Regions from separate parts of the Gossypium hirsutum genome. Here region 1 is linked to region 2. Evidence: chromatin contacts called from public Hi-C data. All regions are on one chromosome and are shown on one strand. The core of a region is the stretch at or near the end of the contact, and the rest is flanking DNA. Distances in the headings are between cores, read along the strand shown.

Region 1 (6,518 bases), core at 3,306-5,805, 300 kb before region 2:
TTTTTTTCGTATGTTTATCATTTCTTTTATATTTTTATAATATTTTTAGTTTTAATGTGTTTAATAGTTTTTCTTATAATTTTATAATATGTTATATTTTTCGTAATCATATAGTTCTTATAATTTTCTATTAATATTTATTTTTTTATATTTTGTACAATTTTCTATAATTTTTATGATTTTTAAGAAATTTAAAGAGGATATATATATTGCCATGTGGCACATTCTTGACTTGCCACATGGTGAAGTAACACCATTAAGGGCTTACACAGAAATTGATTTTTTACATTCAATTAAGGGCACATTTGAAATTGATTATTAAATTATTTTAGATGAGTTTTTGTTATATTAAGCTTCAAAATTGGGCTAATATTTGGATTATTTCTAATTTCAAGCGAACAGGAGATTAAAAGTTTGTATTTAGCTTAATATAATAGTTTGCACTTAAATTTTCTTCTGATATAGTACATATATAAAGAAAATGTCGAATGTTCTATTCTGCCATATATTGATGTAACCAAAGCTTCAACATTATTTAATTTACACGTGTCATTATATGATAGGTTTTAGATTTTGAATATAATTTTTACCGTTTAATTTTCAATAGATAAGTTTTAGTTTTTTGTTTAGTTTTTTTTTAAGTTTTGTTTATTTCTTAAAAATAGAAATAAAAAGAAATTTATCAAATTTAATCAACATGTAAAAAATATATTCAAAATTCAAAACCAAGACATATTTCATTCATTGTTGTGAATGCAATGTGTAAATTAAACAATGTGATAGCCTTTGGGTACATTCATACACAGCAGAATAGTACAGGTATCAAATTGGGCTTGTAGGTACCGCATTGTACATGAGATGAAAGTTGAGGGGTCAAATGAGAGTATTAAAAAGATAGACGTTGATTGCCAACAACTCTTATTCCACTTCCAGCGTCTGTATCTCATTTCTCCATTTGATTTGTTTTCCTTTTTCAGTTAAGTTTCCTTTTGATTGGTTTTTCCATTTTCAGTTAACACGCCTGCTAGCCATTCAATTGCAATGGCTCTTCCTCCCGTTTTAAACACCCTTTCATCCCAACCCCACACCCACAGCAAAACCCAAACGACTTGGCCGCCGCAGTGGGTTCCATCGGCAGATTTTCTCGGGGTGAAGACCTGAAGCCTTATTTGTACTTTGCTGAAGGGTGTAAGAACGGCAGTAGCTGTAAGTTCGTTCATGGAGATGCAGCTACTACCGTTCTTACAAAACCCTCCAGAATGGTGGAAATTCAACAGCATTTTGTCAGCCTTTGAATGAAAACGAGTGACATTATTTGGAGGAGCTGAATCAGATTTTCCATCAAATGTATATGTTTGGGGGCTTGCTATATATTATTGCATTTGATAATGTAACTATCATTTACAAGCAACATCCGAGATACACAAGGTAAACTTCTTCTTATTAGATTTACCTTCCTAACGTTTAAAGACAAAGGTACCAATGCCATTGTACGCTGTAATAATAATAGGTAGAAGTGGAGCAACATAATATATGTAGTGGATCAGCAGCTTTAATGCGTATTTTTTATCATTTCAACTAAAACTTTGCTTATTTTTACTTTTACATAAATTATTTTTTTACCAACATCATAACCTAATTACTTATTATGTACCGTTGTGAGCATCTATTGTAACTGTCTATGAGAAGATGCATGCAAACACTTATCAAATGATAGTTGTAAGATTTAAACCGACATAAGCCCGCGGGTATCTTTGATAAAGCAATAGAACCAAAAGCATAATAAAAACATAAAAGGAAAACAAAAATCACTGAGCGAAGGGTTTCCAGAGTAACAGCCAATATTTCTCTTTGTAGTCCACGTCTTGAAGTATTTTCAAGACCCAAACTTAGCCCAGTGGAGCCTATAATGCTGTAGATACAAAACACCCTCTTTATGAGATTATGTCCTAGGTGGACCCACTTAACTCCACTCGTTAAGCAAGGGATAAAGTGGGTAGTGGATTAGGTGCAAGTTCCTTTTATATGGGTGGAGAGTGTTAACGCAGGACAAAGTAGACGGCACTTCCAAATGGCAACTCCGGTGAAAGTGCATGGCCCCCCATTGTCTACTGCTGTGTCTAGGGTCTTAGCTTGTCTCATTGAGAAAGATGTTCAATTCCAGCTTATTCCCGTTAACATGTCCAAGGGAGAGCACAAAAGTTCTGATTTCCTCAAGATCCAGGTACATACATACATGAATGAATTATCTGCTTCCTGAAATTGAACTAAACTATTTTAATTCTTGGCTTCGACAGCCCTTTGGTCAAGTACCGGCATTTCAAGACGAAAGCACCTCCCTGTTTGGTAATCAATCATTCCCAAACTTGCATTTTGTGGTTGGTACTTTTTGTTTGAGTATTGTGGCTAAGATTTTGATTTGGGAAATTGAATTTTGTAGAGTCACGGGCGATTTGTAGGTATGTATGTGAAAAGTATGCAGAGAAGGGGAACAAGGGATTGTATGGGAGCAACCCGTTGGCGAAAGCTTCAATAGATCAATGGTTGGAGGCAGAAGGGCAGAGCTTTAACCCCCCAAGCTCAGTTCTGGTATTCCAACTTGCATTTGCACCCCGAATGAAGATTAAGCAAGACCAATCCTTGATCAACCAAAACCACGATAAGCTGGCTAAAGTGCTGGAGGTGTACGAGAAAAGGCTAGGAGAAAGTCGGTTCTTGGCCGGGGATGAGTTTTCATTGGCAGATCTTTCCCACTTGCCTAACACACATTATTTGGTGAATGCTACTGACAGGGGTGAGCTCTTCACTTCCAAGAAAAATGTAGGGAGGTGGTGGGCTGAGATTTCCAGCCGTGATTCCTGGAAAAAGGTAGTTGATATGCAGAAGCACAGCAGTTGATACAGCCTTGCTCTGTTTGCTCGCCTTTTCCTACATGCTACTCTTATTGTTGAACTCTATGAGGGATTTGCTGTAATTCCTTCTTGTTATTGCCTTTGTTGTGTACTTTTGGAGATGATGACGTGATTAATGTATTTGGTTTTGAGAATCCGAGATATGATAAAGCTAATTTTATTAATAATTTAGTATTAGAAGAGCTTTAAAATTTATTTAAAATGTCAACTAGAAATTAATGTACTTGTACCACATTTACTCTGCTATGGAACATTGAATTTGTGGAATGAGTTGGCTCAGAAAACAGGATGCCTCAATGACTGAATGTCATCATGATTGCTTGTTCAGGCCAAGGAAGAAGCGGTGTTTTCTCCTCTTAGAATGTCTCCCAGAACCTTTTGAGACAACATAGGGTAAAAAATGTACCTGCAATACACATCATAACATCCTCGGAGAAATTCTTCATGTTTATAATTTTACATGCCGCCTGCTGCTAGACATTATAGCCCCAGTAATTGTAAATGAGAGCCAATTTTCGAGATCAATTTTAAGTTAAGATTCCTCTCAATGATATTTATAAAAACCTACTTGGGATGATGGATTCTCATAATTCATTAGCATATGAATCCTGTTCAAGTTGATATTTGCAAGGTCAATGGATGTTAAGGCTCCAGGGTGAGATCATAAGCAGGAAACGAGAAAAGAACGATTATTAAAAAAAAAAAACCATTTCCAAAAAAGTGAAGGGCCCAAATATAAGACCTGAGAATTATTTCTAACACCAAAATCCTGAAGTGCAGCGCCATCATCAAGGAGCTTCTCATTGTGGTGTGCTAGGCAGAAATTAGCCCAAACGTGCCTCCTATAACCACAAAAAAAAAAAAAACCTTCAAAAACAGAACTTTATAGTAAACGTAATTACTCTGAAGTTTTTTTTTTCTCTCTAATACATCAAAATGCCACCGAGTAATGTGAGGGTGGTTTAAGAGCATAAACAAGATGATAAACCATGAAATGTGTCGATGACCCATCTTGGATTGCTCTAACTCGATCACTTTCTTCTTGATTGCGAGCTTCAAGTCTTTCACCGTGGCTGAATTCATCACCGCAACATCTTCAAATTCCAAGGAAAGCCAATCCAAATAAGTACCGACTTCAATTTCAAACACAAATTATATGTGGCTAAAGGCCTGCCTAGCTGCGAGAGAGAGAGAGAAAGAGCATTCGAAGTGTACCGAAGGAAGTTCCATCTAATTTGAGTATAGAGATACACATGGCACTCCCCAATTCAAGGTTCATTAGGGTATCGACATCGGACAAACTGGGTTTCTTAGGGACATCGGCGAGAATTGGATCGTCAAGGAATGCGGTCAATGTTGAATGTAACGCCGCTTTCTTCACGTTTCTGCTGTTGTATCCCATCACCTTCTCTTCCTCCTTCGCCCCTGACTCCATTCATACACTATGCTGACGCTAATCGCCCAAAACCAAGCGGAAAGGATACTGGTTGCCGATATGCTTCACTGGATTTTGGAAATTCTAAGTCAAATACTTGATTCATGAGGATGGGCCAACCCAAGAGTAAGAGCTTTGGGCTAAAACTGTTTGAGCTACTAGCCTAAACCCAATACTCTGAGCACATCTAGACATTGTAAACCGCCGATTCCCAGCAGATAAGCATTATGTTCTTCCCAGCTGACAAGCACTATCCCAACGCATGCGATGGCTTAATTGAAAATTAACCATGGCTGATTTTTAGCCAAATCACCAAACTGTTTAATGATTTCAAGAGGATAATTTTGGTAAGGTAAAATTATACATTTAAAGAGCCATCATTTTAAGGACGAAAGTGAAATATTTAATGTCTTATTTTTTAAAATTTAATATATTATAAAGTTATTTAAGATTTACATTTTAATAATATATGGCACAATGATTTTTTCCCTCCAACTTTACAAAAGAGGTTATTTTAACTCTTTATGTCTCTTTCGGTTCTCCAACTTGTATTTTTGTCAAATTACTTCAAAATGAATAGAAAAAGTAAATGTTTGTACTTTTTTAAATTTGTAAAATATGAAAAAAAAGATTTTTTATACTTTTTTAGTAATTTTAATGATTTTTATTTTAAAAAATATTTATTATATTTTTTTGAATTTTTAAATTTAAAGAATTAATTAAATGTTGATGTGTCATCCATGGCAATCCACATGTATGCTACAACAGCAAAGTTAAAAAAAAAGTTAATTTTTCTATCTATTTTGGGGTGACTTGACAAAAACACAAGTTAATAATTAAAAGAGACAAAAATTAAATAAATAGCTAAATATTTTTTTTATAAAATTGAAAGACCAAATAAATTATTATGCCATAATTTATTTATATTAAATTCTATCACATTTGTGTGCTCATATTATTTTTTACATATGTTCCTGTGTTTTTTTGTATTTAAAGTATGATGAATTTATATTTTGTATATCATGTATGTTTTTTTAACATGTTTGTGTATGTTTGTCTTTATCATGTTATTCTTGTGTCTATCGTGTTTAATGTAGTTTATCATAATGATTCAATTAAAGATTAATTTGTTCTTTATTGTCATGTTTATATTTTGTCTTACTTCATCTTATATTTTCTATAATTTATCCTAGTGATTCATATTGTATTTACATTATATTTTTGTAACGACTCAAAAGTTAGTGTTGTTGAAAAGTGTAGTTTTAGAACTCTTATTACGTAAATCAAATCTGTAAACATTTTTATTAAATATTTACAGAGTTATATTAGAACTAAATTGAATTTTGGTCGAGTAATTTTGTCGAAATAATGCTTAATTAAGGTGTAAAGTCTAAATCGTAGAAGTGTCAAAAATTTAATTATTAGTGAATTATTATGTAGAACATATTTCTTTTTCCATTCTAAAATTTCGAAGCAAAGAAAAAAGGGAAGAAGACAAACGGCTTTAGGGTTCCAAGTTCAAGTTTTAATTTGTTAACGTTGACTGAAATCCTTTAAAAAAGAAAGGAAAAGACAAAGTCGTTGACGAATAGCTCGGTGTTTACGGTTTGTATTTTTATAATTTGAACTACTTATAAATTACTGCATATTGAACGTTGTTGCATGGTAAGAACTTAAGGTGAGGCATTTTGATATGATGAGTTGTTTTGGGATTGATTTGGATTGAATAAGGCTAGGGAGGACTACACTGAAATTATATGAAAAATGTATATTTTATATGAATGTGTAATTGAATGCATATAAAGATGATTGATGTTGTCATGAGTGTGGATGAATGATTTAATGATGAATATATATGTGAAATAAGATGTTGATTGATAATAAATTGAGTAATGAGTACCCTATTAACTGTTCAGATAAAGTCGAATATAGTTGGCATGTAGAAAGAGTTCAGGGTTACTTTGACTACGAGTCGATGAGGCATTGGGTGACAATTTGCATCGGTTAAACCGATAAGACACTAGGTGTCAAACTTATTGATAGCGTTGGGCGCAACTATTTGTTTCAAATTTCTTTGATGAGGCACTAGGTGTCAAACTGGTGTGTTGGTTGGATACGTGTATCCGTCCGAGTCCGAGTTGTGTTAATAGAGAGTTAAAAGATAAAAATGC
Region 2 (5,681 bases), core at 3,103-5,602:
ATTGGATAAAATTTTGTTATTAACATAGTTTGTAAATTTAATTCTTTTTATTTTAATTTGGTTATTTTTAATTCCCATAATTTTTTAAATTTTTGGAACTTTTGTACTAATCTTGATAAATTCTTTGAATTAAATTATGTTATTAGATTTGTCACATAAGATATATAACATAATTTAATTTAACGAATGCAATAAGTATTAGTTGGGTTAGGATTAAAATTTTAAATTTCAAAAAAGTATAAAAACCAAAAAAAAAACAAATTGGAGAACATAGCTTAAATCTGTAACTTATGTATAGTTTAAGATTAATAGTAGGATTTGACCTAACAAATACTTAGGGGTGTAAATGAACAAAACGTTCGATGAACTATTCGTGAACCGTTCGTATAACGTTCGTTTGTTTCCATTTATTAAGCTAAATAAACGAGTATGAACAAAATTTTTATGTTCGTTTAATAAATGAACGAACACGAACAGAGTGTGTTCGATTCGTGTATGTTCATGACCAAGCTCATTTAAAAGCTCGTTTATTGACTCGTTTATTTATTAATAATATTTTCTTATAAAAATTCCATTAGTATATATCAATAAAGTTATCTTAAAACTTGTTCATTGTTCCATTAATATATATTAATAAAATTGTCTTGATTTGTATTTTTTTTCATTTATAATATAATTATTAAAGTTTATATTTGACTATTCTATATCTAAACAATATACATGTGTATGTATTTATTGTTTGTTTGTTTGTTTATTATTTATTAACATTGTTCGTGAACATATTCAATTATATATTCATGAACATGTTCGTTTAATGTTCGTGAAAATGTTCGATTAAGTTAAATGAACATGTTCATGAAGATTAAATAAACGAACATGAATACACATAATTTTAAATAAACAAACATGAACAAATATTTGAAATTCTTAATGAACACTAATTGAACACGAACAAGCTTAAAACTAAACAAATGAACATGAACAGATGTTTGTTTGTTCAAGCTCGGTTCATTTACAACCCTACAAATGCTATCGTTTAGGTTAGGAGTGAAAATTTAAAATTCAATAAGTATAATGACTAAAATTGATCAAATTAGAGCATTCTGTAACATCTCCACTTTTTTTAAAAAAAGAAGAAGAATATTTATAGTAGAAGTTTATGAATAGGTGATCTATAAATAAATAATAGTACAAGAAATTGTGATCGTTTTTAGAGGAAATTGTCAGACATGAAAACATAGAAAATTATTAGTCGGAGCATGTGGTTAGGTTAAAAATTTGGTTTCGAATTCAAGAACTAAATTAAATAAGTTGAAAAAGTATAGGAATTAAAGTGCAAATATTCTATTTTTATTTTGATGAAAAAGACTTCAGGAAAATTAAAAAAAAATCAATGATTTCATGATATCCTTTAAATTATATTTTTATTAAATAATTATTATTTAATATTTTATTTAAAATAATAATATTTTAATAAGTACTATTATAATATATGTAAAAGAGAGATCAACATCTTTCTTCATTTTTTTTATTTATCATTTACCAAAGTTAGGGGAAGAAAAACAAATTTCTTTTATCATTTCCCTTTAAATTCAAGTCAAAATTTTCATAGATTTTGAATATTGGAAGCTTGTTTTACATATATGTACAATTAGTTTTTTATTTTATCAAATATATTGAAAGTTGTCACTAAAGGACATTGATGAAAGCTTAAAAAACTTAAGTGAAATAAGTATATTATTTTATAGGAAATTATTAGAAGATGAATTCTAACTTGTTAGAAGTGTGAAAAAGAAATAAAAATGGATGGGAAGTCTATTTGGTACATTCGGCCATGGTGAAGGGGAAGTAGAGAACTTTGACCACTTTGTATAATATTGATGCTAAATGATAGCTTGTGAAGCAGTGAATATTCTGATGAAGAGAGAATTGAAAATAGATAATTGAGTCAAAAGAAATGCGAATTTCGGACTAAGAAACTTAAGTTGTCAACTTGATGAACCATGCATATTTAAGTTTGTTATAATTACTTTTAGGATTATAATGGATAAATGTCATTGTTTCGTATTGAGTTACTCTTATTATAGCTAAAAACGAAGCGAGCATCTCAAAGGAGAAAGGCGAAGAAAAGAAGCAAAGCGAACTATGATTTCAATGATAAAATTAATAAATTCAAGATTTTGAGTTGAATTTAAATATTAATATTTCAAATGGTTGAACAAGCAAATGTATAGCACGTTTTTGTATTGGAAGCCTAATTTTATATTAGGCGATATATAATTTGAACATGAAATGAAACTGAAATGATAAATGTTAGAGATTGTGTGACTCGAATCCCAACACTTGTTGAAGAAATAAATATAGTGGAAAAATAAGAGGATCTGTATTGTGAAAATTAAATTAATTATGCGATTTTAAATTTGATTAAAAAGCTTTTTTTTATTCGATTTGTCAATATCATAATATTAAAGTTTTTTAATATTAGAATCTTTTTTATTGTGATGTTATTAATTATATTTATAATCAAGTTTTATTTTATTTCTATCAATTAATTTATATTCAATACTTATGTAATGATTTATATGATATTAGCACCACTGAGCATAAAAAAATATTTAGCGTACCGTTTGTTTATTTTCTCTGTGCAAGTAGTTAGATTCGGTAGGTCATTTTAACAGCATCTAAAGAACCGAAGATCAACTCAAACAATGTTGGTGAAAAGTTGACTTTACAATTTATATAAATGACATGTACCTAGGCTTGTATATATATATAATATTGTGTTGTAAACTAAATTTAAATATTTTCGTTATGTTTTCTTTGCTAGTATTTTATAACTTTTGTTTTAATGAAATGGTAAATCATAGAAATCTAGTTTATTAGTATGTTTTGAAAAATCTAAGTGTTGGGAATTGATTTGGGAGATGATTTAAATGTTGATATATTGTGAAATCTAAATTTTGCAAGATTTTTTTTACATAAAATAGGAAAAAATGTTTTCGAAATTTTTATAAAATAATTTTACCATTATGTTTCCATTTTGATAAAGCAAGATAGAAAAGTAAGTAACTTCGACAACGGAATATGGTATTTTATATATAGATCCAACAACTGGGTCACATGGAAACTAAATTTGCAAGTTACATATACTGCATGGCCTAATAGCATCATTTAACCTAATAATTAATATTTAATTAAAAGAAAACCGGTTGCCTAGCAAAAGGAAAAAGAAAGGGTCCGAATATTCCAAAACTCCAAATATGGAATATTTATCTTAAAAGTATGCATAATTTGAGTATAATTCAGTTCACTTAGCAACATCCCTAGATAAAATAGGTAGAAGAAAGCAATGTGTTGTTTGTAGACTTGGACCGTTTACATTGATTGTTGATTACGGGATTTGACTTTGATTCTCCAATCTTTCTATTTCAGATGTATTTATCGTGAAATACCAAATTTTTTTAACTTAATTAAGAAATAAAAGAACCACAGCGAATTAAGAAAATTTTAATATAAGAATCTCTTGTACAGAATAATATGAGATTCAAAACATCTTCCAGTCAAAGGGGTTGAAGAATCAATTCCCCGTTTCTTGAATTAAACATGTGTTACTTTTGATTGTTTGATTAGATTAAACCCATGTTAGGAAATTTCTTTGTGAATCTCAAATTATTATGTTGAAATTAATCGACAATTGTTGAACAAGTTGAGTAAGCGAGGGATATATAGAATCTCGTACCGTAAATCACATCCTCGGCATGCAAGTAATGGTAATCGGCTGATGCTTCCACTTACAGAAACAAAAGAGCAGAGAAAATGAGGATAAACTATAAACAATAATTAATTAATTAAATGAGCCCCAACATTGGGCAGAGCTGGGCACTGTTCTGTCTCAATTTTCAAGACTGGACTAGATTCAGCCAATAGAAACACAGCAATAATTTTCTATTGGATCAAATTAGATATACTGACTAGCTTCATGTGAAGTTTTAAAGAAGATTTATTTATATAATAAAACTTTTGCATAGAGAACTAAAGAACAGACCTAACAAGCTAAATGATGCGATTTGGTGAGCACAGGTGGCACAAACCCATATGATGCGAGCCGTCCAAGGCTATGGTCCAAATGGCATAACTGCTAGCAGCCTGTTAAAACTGCCTTTTTACTTCACACTGCTAAGGCTAAAGACGGCTGTTTTAACAAAGGCATGGGATTTGGGCTGTGGGACCACGTGGCGGTGGAGCCCCTTAAAGCAAAAACTCAGGATATGGTCATGGAGGACGGTGGGTCCCATATTTAGGAGAGAGGCATACTTAGTTTGTTTCGTCGCTTTGTGTCTGGTTTGCTATAAAATGGGCATTCAATCCCCTTCTGTCTCTCTCACATACATTCTCTTCTCCCTATTTCTCTGCCTATTCTTCCTTTGAGTACTCTGTAGACTCCTCTGTTTCAAATCTCCTCCTCTTTACCTTCACATTAACATCTTAACACTTGGTTCTTTTTAGACACCTTAATATCCACAAATGGGTAAGTTCTTTATTGTTGTTATTCTGTATTTTGGGGACCTATTGAGAACTGTGGGCTTTTTAGTTTTTAAGGCAGCTTTTTGCTAAAAATGCTTTGTTTTGTTATAGTGAGTTTCTTAGAAGAGAGAGCAAAGAATATAGGTGGTGGTGGTCAAAATATAATGACTGATGCAAAATCTGTCCTCAACATGTCAATCACAGTGACGGTATCAGCTCAAAAGCCGCCAGCACCCCATGGTTATATCTCCATTTCAACAAAGAGGTTGCTTCACAACCTTGAAATCAATGCTGGGGCAAGAGCCAGTGTATGGGTTGATTCCATGAGAGCTTCTTCACCAACTCATATAAAATCCACACCTGATGATCAAGGTGCCTGGAATGTAAGTTCTAAAGCTATTTCAACCCTTCAATAAAAATGGGTTTGCTCTTTCTTCAACACAATAAAGATTCTGATTTGTTTTGTAGCTACACCATCCATCTGCCCTGGAGATGTTTGAGCAGATAATAGATGCGTCGAAAGGGAAACAAATAATAATGTTTCTGGACTACGATGGCACACTTTCACCAATTGTTGAGGATCCAGATCGAGCTTTCATGTCCAACAAGGTTGCCTATTTGTCTTATATAAAACTATGGTTAACCTTTGTATAACCCTTTTGGGTATTTTCATCAATACTTACTTTTTCATGCTTATGTACACCAGATGAGAAAGACAGTGAGAAAGCTAGCAAAGTGTTTTCCTACTGCTATAGTGAGTGGCAGATGCAGAGACAAGGTACATTTCCAGGCCACAAATTTTATTCTAAAAAAAAAAATACCAACTTTTTTCCCCCGAACTTAAATATATTTTTTTCATTGTTTTTGCAAATTGTAGGTGTATAAATTTGTGAAATTAGCTGAACTGTACTACGCTGGAAGTCATGGCATGGACATTAAAGGGCCAGAGAAACGTTCCAAAACTGACAAAGTGACAGAACATGTTCTTTTCCAACCAGCAAGTGAATTTCTTCCCATGATTGACGAGGTTTACAAACAATTGGTTGAGACCACCAAATCAACTCCAGGAGCTAAGGTGGAGAACAACAAGTTCTGTCTCTCTGTACACTTCCGTTGTGTTGATGAAAAGGTAATAAAAAAAAGCCAAATTACAATTA

Evidence for each region. A called contact is a pair of places that touch in the nucleus more often than the background predicts.
Region 1: a Hi-C map of hypocotyl shows a contact between it and region 2, with 5 times the contacts expected there. The contact joins the promoter of LOC107898062 here to the promoter of LOC107943797 in region 2. A contact is called at or near these places in 11 of 34 Hi-C or Micro-C datasets (callus, fibers, hypocotyl and 2 more).

What each region holds. Positions count from the first base shown.
Region 1 is chrA11:46,191,861-46,198,378 of Gossypium_hirsutum_v2.1, reverse strand. LOC107898062 (U11/U12 small nuclear ribonucleoprotein 25 kDa protein) reads right to left here and starts at 4,555. Exons shown (of 4, transcript XM_016823617.2): 1 at 4,128-4,555; 2 at 3,901-4,006; 3 at 3,655-3,754; 4 at 2,836-3,318. The coding sequence starts at 4,347. The coding sequence ends at 3,223. It overlaps LOC107898050 (glutathione S-transferase F8, chloroplastic), which reads left to right and starts at 1,373. Exons shown (of 3, transcript XM_016823609.2): 1 at 1,373-2,224; 2 at 2,298-2,346; 3 at 2,441-3,046. The coding sequence starts at 2,072. The coding sequence ends at 2,898.
Region 2 is chrA11:45,896,966-45,902,646 of Gossypium_hirsutum_v2.1, reverse strand. LOC107943797 (probable trehalose-phosphate phosphatase J) reads left to right here and starts at 4,352. Exons shown (of 9, transcript XM_016877599.2): 1 at 4,352-4,528; 2 at 4,636-4,907; 3 at 4,993-5,133; 4 at 5,231-5,302; 5 at 5,402-5,653. The coding sequence starts at 4,525.